Linked DNA regions of Mus musculus: regions 2 and 3 are each linked to region 1. Evidence: chromatin contacts called from public HiChIP or PLAC-seq and promoter capture Hi-C data. All regions are on one chromosome and are shown on one strand. The core of a region is the stretch at or near the end of the contact, and the rest is flanking DNA. Distances in the headings are between cores, read along the strand shown. Region 1 overlaps Tmem233 (transmembrane protein 233). Region 2 has its middle 12 kb from the start of Gm29843. Region 3 holds the start of Srrm4 (serine/arginine repetitive matrix 4).

What was found. Promoter capture Hi-C pulls out the DNA fragments that hold promoters and counts their contacts. HiChIP or PLAC-seq counts read pairs in DNA pulled down with a chosen protein or histone mark.
Region 2: a contact with region 1 is called in an H3K27ac HiChIP or PLAC-seq map of embryonic stem cells, with 4 times the contacts expected there. The contact joins two enhancer-like sites. A contact is called at or near these places in 1 of 115 datasets of contacts at active chromatin or transcription factors (embryonic stem cells) and 1 of 9 other capture datasets (embryonic stem cells).
Region 3: a contact with region 1 is called in a promoter capture Hi-C map of embryonic stem cells, with 5 times the contacts expected there. The contact joins the promoter of Srrm4 here to the enhancer-like site in region 1. A contact is called at or near these places in 4 of 39 promoter capture datasets (embryonic stem cells and stem cell-derived epiblast-like cells) and 5 of 115 datasets of contacts at active chromatin or transcription factors (VIP interneurons, embryonic forebrain, embryonic stem cells and 1 more).

Annotation. Positions count from the first base shown.
Region 1 is chr5:116,051,267-116,054,712 of GRCm38.p6, reverse strand. Tmem233 (transmembrane protein 233) reads left to right here. Exons shown (of 3, transcript NM_001101546.2): 2 at 3,259-3,395. Among named protein-coding and RNA genes, the nearest start is that of Gm13842, 24 kb to the right of the region's middle. Within about 2 kb of position 1,607, at least 7 of the 459 cell types and tissues checked have an H3K27ac peak or open chromatin away from gene starts, as enhancers often do. A contact at or near this core is called in embryonic stem cells, where this site is marked.
Region 2 is chr5:116,788,822-116,792,267 of GRCm38.p6, reverse strand. No RefSeq gene overlaps it. Among named protein-coding and RNA genes, the nearest start is that of Gm29843, 12 kb to the left of the region's middle. Within about 2 kb of position 1,772, at least 7 of the 459 cell types and tissues checked have an H3K27ac peak or open chromatin away from gene starts, as enhancers often do. A contact at or near this core is called in embryonic stem cells, where this site is marked.
Region 3 is chr5:116,589,974-116,593,419 of GRCm38.p6, reverse strand. Srrm4 (serine/arginine repetitive matrix 4) reads left to right here and starts at 1,603. Exons shown (of 13, transcript NM_026886.3): 1 at 1,603-2,086. The coding sequence starts at 1,956.

The DNA of each region.
Region 1 (3,446 bases), core at 358-2,857:
ACTCGTTTCTACAACTTTGATCTGTCCCATCTGCCAAGAGCCCCTGAGAATGACACTTACCTGAAAGAAAAAAATAACTACAGCCAGGGTAGGAAGCACTTGTCCAAAATGTCTGAGTCCCTGAGCCACACCACCGCACTGGAGTGGGCCCGAGGATCCCTCCCACCGTCCCCAGCTCCCATTGTTAAATGTCTAGATGGGAGTGTCTAGCACTCGGTGCCCTCTACCCCTTGCTGTCTGAGGAGGTTGGGGAAACTTGGAGTACAAGGGTCCGACTTGTACAGAGGTAGGCCATTAGAGATGGGCCTCGGAGGATCTCTGCTCCACCTCTAGTTCTTGGTCCCTTTCTCTCTGTTTCTGATCCTTGTCCTAACGTGAACAAGCTAACCACCGCGGATCTCCTGCAGCCTCAGACAGACAGTAAACCCCTCCTCCTCCTTGACGCTATCTTTGTCAGGTGCTTTGTCCCAGCTATGAACAAAGTAACTCTTACATGACCCTTAGGCTGGCCCCATAGCAGAAGTCCCTTAGCCTGGAATCTTGAGTCTCTTCTGCCCTGATCCCTGCCCAATATCTTTATGTTCACCTAGCAGTCTTACCAGGGAGAGCCTTCTCCAAGAGGCAAGAGGGGAAATGAAGGCAGAGCTAAGTCCTATATACAGAGAAAAAAATTCTCCTTGGCATTGAAAGAGTTATTTTTTTTTAACTGTCTCAAGCCTTCAGGATCTCTCTCATGAATCTTGGGGAGAGGGTGGTACCCAAGGAGGAGGAGAGTCACACGCAGGGTGCCAGGCTGTCTGATGGTGACGAAGGATGTATCCGTAGCTGGTACTCAAACCCCTTAGCCAGGTGGTCATTGTGGCTTTGCTGACCTGACCCAAACAAGCCGAATAGCCCAGAGGCCCCCATCTCTTCCCTGAGCCCCCATCTCTCCCCTGAACCTCTATCTCTCCCCTGAGTCCCCCATCTCTCCCCTGAGCCCCCACTCTCTCCTAAGCCCCCATCTCTCCCCTGAACCCCCATCTCTCCCCTGAGCCCCCATCTCTCCCCCATCTCTCCCCTGAGCCTCCCCTGAGCCCCCATCTCTCCCCCATCTCTCCCCTGAGCCTCCCCTGAGCCCCCATCTCTCCCTTGAGCCCCCACTCTCTCCTGAGCCCCCACCCACTCTCTCCTGAGCCCACAGGCGATGCCCTGACGATAGGTTTGCCTTCCAGTGTAACCCAGGCTGGTTATCCTCCCTACTTATTTGGTCACTGCTATTGGAGAGCAAAAGCTTTTCTTGCCCAGACAGTCAAGAGTTAACCCTGTTGGAGGATCTCATTATTTCTCCTCTTCTTGCTCAAGTCTTCATGACTGCTGATCTCGAAGACATTTTCCAAGGACGCACAAAAGAATGATCATTTGTCTGTCAGGGGTGGAGGGTCTGAATCTTCCTAACTCTACGCGAGATCACAAGGTCGGAATTTGGATTCCTAATGCTCCTTGCAGTGACTTTGACTGTGAAGAATCTAAAACACCTGTCTGAACCTGGGTCCTCAGGATCACGCCCCGGCACACCCAAAGACCCCACGGTTACAATACCAGAGGAGGCTGGGGTTGCAGCCAATTCACAGGAAAAGCAGTGTCCAATTCACGTGTTAATTCCTTGAATCGTCTGTGTGAAGCTGCTTCCACTACTACCTCCAATTCTCAGACAGGGACAATGAGCCTTGGAAAGGTTGGCTGCTCCTGTACCTATCCCAGCTGCTCAAATAGAATCTGACCCATGAGATGAGCTAGATCTTGTGCTTTCTCAACTAGATCCCAGGTGGGCTGGAGCTGGCTAGAACCAAGGACTAACCTGAAGTCCTGATCCCAGGCCTCTCTGCCTCTGCCGCCCCACCCCCACCCCCAATCTTAGGTGGCTCTTGGGGGATTAAAGGAGAAGGACCAAGGCTCCCTGGGTAGCTTTTCTCATTGTTGCAACATTTTAACAGCCTGAGAAGCTACATCTGGGTGTTCCAGTTAAAAGACAGTCTTGGCGGGGCTGGAGAGATGGCTCAGCGGTTAAGAGTGTGCGGGGCAGTGGTGGTGCACTCAGCACTTGGGAGGTGAAGGCAGAGGCAGACGGATTTCTGAGTTCGAGGCCAGCCTGGTCTACAGAGTGAGTTCCAGGACAACCAGAGCTACACAGAGAAACCCTGTCTTGAAAAACCACAAAAAAAAAAAAAAAAAGAGTGGTTAAGAGCACTGACTTCCGCATAGAAATGAATAATTGAGCCAAAGTTCTTAATGTGTGAATGACTGGATGTTTTCTGTAAATAACCAACCAGCAGATAGCTTGGGCTTGACAAACGCTATAACCTTTGTCCCAAGTCCCTAACGCTGTCACTGTAGCACAAAAGCAGTCACAAGCGATTACAAACAAATGAATTTGTGTCCGATCCAAATGAGCTATGCAAAAGCAGGGCCCCAGCTGGCCTGGGCTGTGGGACATACTTTGCAATGACTGCATTTGACAGGGCCATGTCCTGCATGTCTTGACAGGGCATGTCTACAGATATGTATCTGCGGGGTTAGATATGCATTAAGTATCTTCCACTTGGCAAGTGTGGCCATGGAAGCCAATATACTGGGCTGAAAGAGAGAGGCCAACATCACCACTCATACAGTCTCTGTATGGGGGGGTGGGGGTATGGTAAGTAGGAAATACAGAAGCCTTGGACTGAGGAAAGGCTTCCTGAGGACAGATGATAACAATGCTTTCTCGACAGCCTGACACTGAGATGAGCAGTCTCCAATGGCTCCTTAAGAGTGGTTCTAGCCCGGCAGTGGTGGCGCATGCCTTTAATCCCAGCACTTGGGAGGCAGAGGCAGGCAGATTTCTGAGTTTGAGGCCAGCCTGGTCTACAGAGTGAGTTTCAGGACAGCCAGGGCTACACAGAGAAACCCTGACTAAAAAAAAAAAAAAAAAAAAAAAAAAAAGTGGCTCTATGGGGCTGGAGAGATGGTTCAGTGGTTGAGAGCACTGACTGCTCTTCCAGAGGTCCTGAGTTCAATTCCCAGCAACCACATGGTGGCTCACAACCATCTGTAATGGGATCCAATGACCTCTCCTGGTGTTCCTGAAGACTGTAACAGTGTACTCACATACATAAAATAAATAAATCTTTAAAAAACAAGAAGAAGAAGAAGTATTCTATCAAGACAGTCTGAGAAGGCTCATGCCTTTCTGTATAGAGTGTCTGTGGTCACCAGCTCTTCCTTTGTGTCCCCCAGTCTCTGAACAGCTACAATGATGGAGACTACGAAGGAGCCAGGAGGCTGGGGCGGAACGCCAAGTGGGTGGCCATTGCCTCCATCATCATCGGCCTGGTCATCATCGGCGTCTCCTGTGCGGTGCACTTCTCCAGGAAGTAAGTGGGTGCCCCGAAACCCTCCTGCTAGTAAGAGCTTTTCTCCTTGAG
Region 2 (3,446 bases), core at 523-3,022, 740 kb before region 1:
ACTAAGCACAAATGCATTTAGTTCTCTCTGATCTTTCCTGGGATGGGACCAGCTACTTCAAGCTCCTGCCTTCACCTCCCTGCAATGACAGACTGCAGTCTGGAATCATGAGCTGAAATAAACTCTCACCTGAGTCACTTTTTGTTAGAGTATTATATATACAGCCATCAGAAACGAAACTGGAATAATTATCTTTATTTCTTGATGATAGAAAGCCCTGCTGTGGTGTGTCTTACCAATGCCTCCAGGGGTTGTCTCTGCAGAAGTGGATATCACAAGCCTGAGCTCACAGAGCCGATGGTGACCATTTCCTAACCGAATTCAGTGGCTGGCACGCTCCTCTCCTGGTACATTAGTCTTACTCTGTCTCCAGGCTCTGGCAGAACTCTCTCTGAGGCTTCATTGTTCTGTCCACGAATCCCAGAGTTTGGGAGTGGATTCTTCCAGCTGCCATTAAGGAAGGTAAGAGAGGGCACCTGGAGTCTGCATTTCTCAGGGACCCAGCAGGAAACAGGTGGCACATCCAAAAGAGATACTGAGATGACTTTGACGAACTAGTTACAGGGGGTGGTGGATTGGGTGTGAAGAGAGTGGGGAGGGATGATAAAGCATAAAGGGCCTCCACCAGGGATGTTAGGGGGCGCAGCTGGCAATACCATGGTGTGGCTTTTTCTGTGAAGACACTAACCAATGTCTATTCACTCCAGGTAGGAAACCAATGGAAAGAAGAAAGGTCTCCACAAAGCGTTTTTAGTGAGTGTTACTAGAATAACTTAGAAACACAAGGACTTGGAGGCAGCAGCCCTTCTGAGAAGCCTACCCCAGCACTAATGCTCAAAGGCCCGCCAGTCATTTCCAGTGACGACCTATAACCAGTGTAGGATAGAAGCTACAGATGAGTGGCCCAGGTGTAGCTGAAGGAGCTTTGAACAGACAAGGCAGGCATGCAAAGAAGTTGAGATGTAGAAGATGCTTCTTCATCCAAATCTTTCATCTTTGATCTCCTTAGAATTGGGGGTGGGTGGGGCAAAGATAGATATGGTGTTATAATGTAATGGCAGTCTTGTCTGCCTCAAGGAGAGAGAGGTCGGAACTCAGAACTACACAATGCGGTTTATACTAAAGTGTGAATAATTAACTTTGCTCTTGCCTCACCATGGAGATGCTAGATCCTAGAACAGTGAGACCAGCTAGATGAAAATAAAGGGGCATTCATGGTGAAGGATACAAAGAGGTTCTACAGCAAACAGTAAGGGCTGGACCCCGAGGGGCTTCGGAGAACTCAGCCACGCTCGCTTTCCATCTTCAAGGGCATTCAGGAGAAATTTCCGGGGAGTGACTCTCATCCACTCTCTGAGCCCTGATCTTGAGACAGCCTTACAGTTTTCACGTAAGGAAACAGGGAGATGAGACGCTATGGAGGCATCAAGACCCAACCAGGCTGGAGGATACTGACTTGGGTACTGTGATGGTTAGGGTCGGTCATCAACTTGATAAGATCTGGAATTGTCCAGGAGGAAGGAGACAAAGCCTCTAGGCAAAGCCGTGAGGGATCAGGTGATCTCTCTGGACACTCCCATTCATTGAGATGGAAAGGTCCTCCCCTAAATGTGTGTGGTCCCATTTTACTGGCTGTGGTCCAGGGCTGAATAAAAAGGAGAAAGCGAGTTGAGTGTAAACATTCGTCTCGATTCTGCTTCCTGCCTGGGCTGCTGCACACTCCTTTCTCTGGGAGCTCATCAGGATGAGCCCTACCCTCAATCTGCAAGCCAAAATAAACGCAGCCGCCTCCCTTTCATTTCAGTCATCTCTTTTTTTTTCCCCAGGCACTTCGTTGAACAACTGGAAGAGTAAGGAAGGCATTTGGATTGGCATAAAATCATAAGATATCTCGGAACTTCCTTGCACTCCACATCCGACTCCTCTGTCATTAATATCTTATTACTTAGTATTCTTCACTCCTGAACCAATATTGGCACATGCTTATTAACTCAACGTCACAGCCCGTTTGGGTTTTGACAGGTTTGGCCTGATGTCGTTTCCCAGGCTGGGATCTTTGGATACACAAACCATGCTCACTTGCTCACTCTTTAGACTCCTCCCAGCTCTGTTTGTTCCTTAGACTTCCAGGTTGCTCCTGACCTTGGCCATCCTCAGGGGGGCGGGAGGTGGGGGGAGCGCTATTCAAGTGTTTATGGAATGCCCAGCGATTGGGGTTGGTCTGACATTTCTCTCATGATGGCGTGGTGCAGTGTGGTTGGGGAGAGCGTCCCCAAGGTCAAATGCCATGTCAAGGGTTTGAGGTATCGGAATGATTGATGACTGCCGGGGCTGTACTCGGTCACCTGACTCAGATGGTTGTTGGCTCTCTGCTGTAAATCACCTTTTCTCTCTACTTCCACACTGTGCGCGCTTTTTTCTTTTCTTTTCTTTTTTCTTTTAAAAGATTTCCAGTACATTTAAAGAGTGTTGTGTGCTTCCCATCTTTGATGACAAAAATAAATCTACCCGTGTGGTTCAACTTCCTCAGATTTTATTCCATTATGATTAATGCACATTACATTAATGAACACGATCCATTCTCAAAAGTCCACACACCATGGTATTATGCAGGCATAGTATCAAGTTCTGCTTATCCTTCTAATCCAGTTTTCTGGTGATGGATTCCCCTCCCCCCAGCTTTCCTGACCCTGACCTTTGAAAGCTAAGAAGGGCTATATGGTGCAGGCTAGACCCATACAGTATAGGGCAAGCTCTAGCTTCAGAAGCTTTCATTCCCAAAGAGCATCAATTGGGCTGGGAGAAATCCGTTGTAGAAGCAAGGTATTTACAGTAGGCTGTTTGAGAGGATCAGAAGCAATTAGCAAGACCACTAGGCTGCTTGAGTCCAGAACTGATCATGCCAACGACTGACAGTTGTTCCTGGCAACTGTAATGGGAAACCTGGGAGACCCAGCAGGGCTCAGAAAGGGCCCTATTGGGGAGGCACCTCTCAGCTCTTAGATTAAACCCTCTTGGAGTTGTAGACAAAGCCTCAGACTTGAACTCCACATAAGGAGACAGGAAAAGCCTATACATGTAGAATATGCAAGAAGAAAGAAAAGCCTATTTTGCCTAAAAAGGTAGAAAGAAAACATGCCTGATACCGTGAGCTGATGTCGGTGTAAGAAAGCAGACACATGCATTTACTGCTGAGTACAGATGGATCAGTGCATTGGGAGTACTGGCTACTCTTCCAGAGGACCCTGCTTCAGTTCCTATCACCCACACAGGGTGGCTTACAACCATCTGGACTCCATCTCCTGAGTATCCAGTTCCTTCTTCTACCTTCCCAAAGCAACACACACCACACACAAACACACACACACAAACACACACACACACATACATGCACCACACATCACAGACACCACACACAAACACACATATACATGCACACACACACA
Region 3 (3,446 bases), core at 354-2,853, 540 kb before region 1:
CAGGACATGGAAAGTTCACTCCCTGGTTTACTTTCCTCTGTCCTCAAGTCTCCCAGCCCCAACCCCATCCCACCTCCTAATCTCTGCTACTCCCTTTAAAAGCCAACAAAATGCACTTCTAGTTACTGACCAGAAGGGGTCACTGCGGAGTGAGCGCTTGGCGCTCCTAAACCGGTACACAGCCATCACACACAGCCATCACACACAAACTCCTCCTGTAGCCTCTTCCAGGCCAACGCTCACTCCTTGTTCCTGTGTCCCGGCTTCTCTTGCCCCATCCTGTCCTCCTCTCCCCTACTCTGCTCCCCCCTCCGTGTACCTCCTATTCTCTTACAAAGGACTTACTTACAAAGTTCGCACTGATGTTGGGGGTGGGGGTGGGGGTGTCTTCGCTCCCCACTGCTACTAGGTCAACAAAAATTAGAGAATTTTTTCTGCCTTCAGGGTGGAACCCGGTGTCAGTGCTTGGAGGTTTGTAAGACTTAGCAGAAGCTCCTTGTAGGAGTTTCACTTTTAAACCCTGGCGGTAGGTGAAACTCCCAAGTATTAAAAGGCTCCAGAGGAGAAATGGGCTGGGGAAATCTCACTAAGATATCTTCCCTAAGAAGACCCTTACGGCAAAACGGGGAGACATTGTTGTCTACTGCCTGCGCATCTGGAGTTTGAGATTCTGAGTCTCTGCTGGGACTGGGAGAGTAGGGGGGAGGAAGAAGATGGAAAGACCAAAAAGTTACTTGTAATCCTCGGAAGCCCTCCCCCCCCTTCCCCCCTCAGTCTTTCTTTGCCAAATCGGACTGTTGTTTCACACCCAGGCTGCGGGTTCTCAGGGGGGTGGGGGAGGGGTGTTCTTTTGGAGGGCTTTGGCAGCGGGGACGCGAAGCAGGCCGGCTGCGAGGCACAAAAGAGATATCCTTTATAGCGCCGCAAGCACAGATGTGACGCTGCGCCCCTCTGCGGGTGGGGGCCGGCTCGACAGATGGCGAGAAACCGCGCTGGTGACGGATTGTCCGTCAAATGGCATTTTCGGGGTGGGGGGGTGGAAGAGCCCCCCAGGCGTAAAGAAAATCATAGGGGCACCCACACACACACACTTTGCAGACCTCGGCAGTCCATCCCAGAAGTGGGGTGGGTGAAGGCAGGTTGGCGTGGGTGGATAGGTGGGGCATTTTTTAGTAGCTCCCTCAATGGAAGATGCTCCCCAAGTCTTGCAAAAGGATAGGGAGGTGGCCCAGGCCCGGGAGTGCGCATGTAAGGGTTGAGGGGAAGGCCTGCGACGATGGAGGAAGGGTGAGGGCTAAGAGAAAGAATCTCCTTTTTGATTCTGTTTGAGGTGTTGGGGTCGCTTCTCAGAGGGGTCAGAGTCGCAACTCTGTGGCCACGGGGCCTTAGAGACAAGCGCTCGCCCCTCCCTTTCTCCTCCTCAGACCTGCGGGCTTTTGTTATGCAGATGGCGGCGGGAGGCTGAGCCAGAGAAGGAGGGGTTGCTGGGGAAGGAGGAGACGGAGAAGGGGAGGGAGGAAAGTACAGCTCGCGCGACCAGCCTCCCCTTCCAACGTCACATTGTGCAAGAGACAAAACCCGGGCGCGCCGGAGCTCACACGCGCACGCACGGCAGACGCCCCGGTCGCCTCCTCTCTGTTCTCTGCGCGGTAGAGAAAGCCGGCTAGCTTTGCTTCGCCGAAGACACGGAGCTCAGCCTGCTCCCAGCGCAGCTCAGAGCCAAGCCAAGAGGTGAACCCAGCCGGGGAACCACCTTCTTTCTCCGCTGCCTGCCTAACCCGAGACGTCCCGTTCTATCCCATCCCCCGCCCTGAACTCCGATCTCTCCCCACCCCACCCCTTGGGGGTTTCACGCGGACAGCGCCCCGGAGCCCAGGGCGTGTCATCGGGTTTGTAATCCACGTTTCAGCACTTCGGACAGCGCCCCAGGCTCCCGGGCTCCTTGGGCTTTCAGGATGGCTAGCCTGCAGCAGGGCGAGAAACAGCTGTTTGAGAAGTTCTGGAAAGGGACCTTCAAAGCAGTGGCCACTCCGCGTCCCGAGAGCATCATCGTCGCCAGTATCACAGCCCGCAAGCCGATGCCAAGGTAATGACCTCGTTCATGAGTTAGGGACACTGGGAGGTCCCCCCCCCTTTTCTTGCCTGTGCCCCAGAATCTTGACGGGTGGACGCAGGCAACTGGAACAGGGTGTCTGGACTAAGCCCGTCGTACCCGGTATCTCACGCCGGAACATGAGAAATTATCGCTTGTGTAAGGGAGAGGCTGTTGAAAAGGGACAGGAATTTTTTGACGGGGAACAACACTCCTACAGACTCCGCACCTCCTATGCAAACCCCCTTGCTTTCTTAGGGTGGGCGGTGTGGCTCGGGGTACGTACTTGACTGAAAACTTTTCGAGCTATCGCCAAGTGCATAGGTCAGGGGAGCAAAGCAGTGGTGGATTTGAGGTGTCAGGGGATGCTGTACAAGACATGAACTCAGCTCAGCCAGTGTTCAATACAAGCATTCTAACCCTTGGCCCAGAAACTAGCGGGTCTCTGAACATTTCAACAAAAGCCCATATGCTATTCCCTCAGATACGCTCGCTCCAAGCAGCACCCTCCTCCGTGTCTTAGCCTAAGCTGCTGCTCGTGTTGAATTCTTTCTTTTTCAGCACCCAAAACCAAAACTCTAAAGCTCAAAGTCAGCATGAAGATAATACTGAAAGTTTTACTTTATTTTATTTTTTAAGGATCTGGTGGCTTTGAACTTTGGAATGAGTTGGGGTGCTGGAGCAGTAGTTAAAAAAAAAGACAGGAGGGGAGAGGATGGGAAGAAATACAAAGGCAGGAGAAAAAGAAGACAAGAGGGGGTTGAGGGGGCACAGAGCCTTCCACAGCAGAGAAATACCCAATATTTTCCTAGATCGTTAGATTCAGAAGTCTTTGAGAGGGCTGTGCCCTCTGTCAGAGAAAATCAAGGCTGTATAAAAACTCATCTTTTGCTGCTGCTGGCTGAGCGGTTCTGAGAGTTAAAGGGACGATCTGGGGGGGGGGGCGCTCGCAGGATTGATTAATCCTGGCAGGCTGCATTAGGGACTAGATGGAAAACATGTCTGGGAAAAGAGCCTCTGACAGATGCCTCATCCAGCTCCAACTAACTCTGAACTTCCCAGCAAGTGTGGGGTCGACGAAGGCTGACTGGAGAAATAGATCCGAGAAGAGTAAGCCCACATCCAGGAACTTTTCTTTGTTCTGACTGATGCTCAAGCAGGTCTTTTAAACAAATGGAGCATCCAGTGTGGGGGGAATGGGTAGACAGGAAGCAAGAAGGACCAGCAGAATGGAGATCCTATAAGCAGAGTAGACATGTGAGTGGAGGTGGGGGGTGGGGGGGAGAAACCCACTGATTCCGGCTGGAGAGGTAGGGGGGTCTAGGGGTACATGTGACACCAGATGTCATTAGAG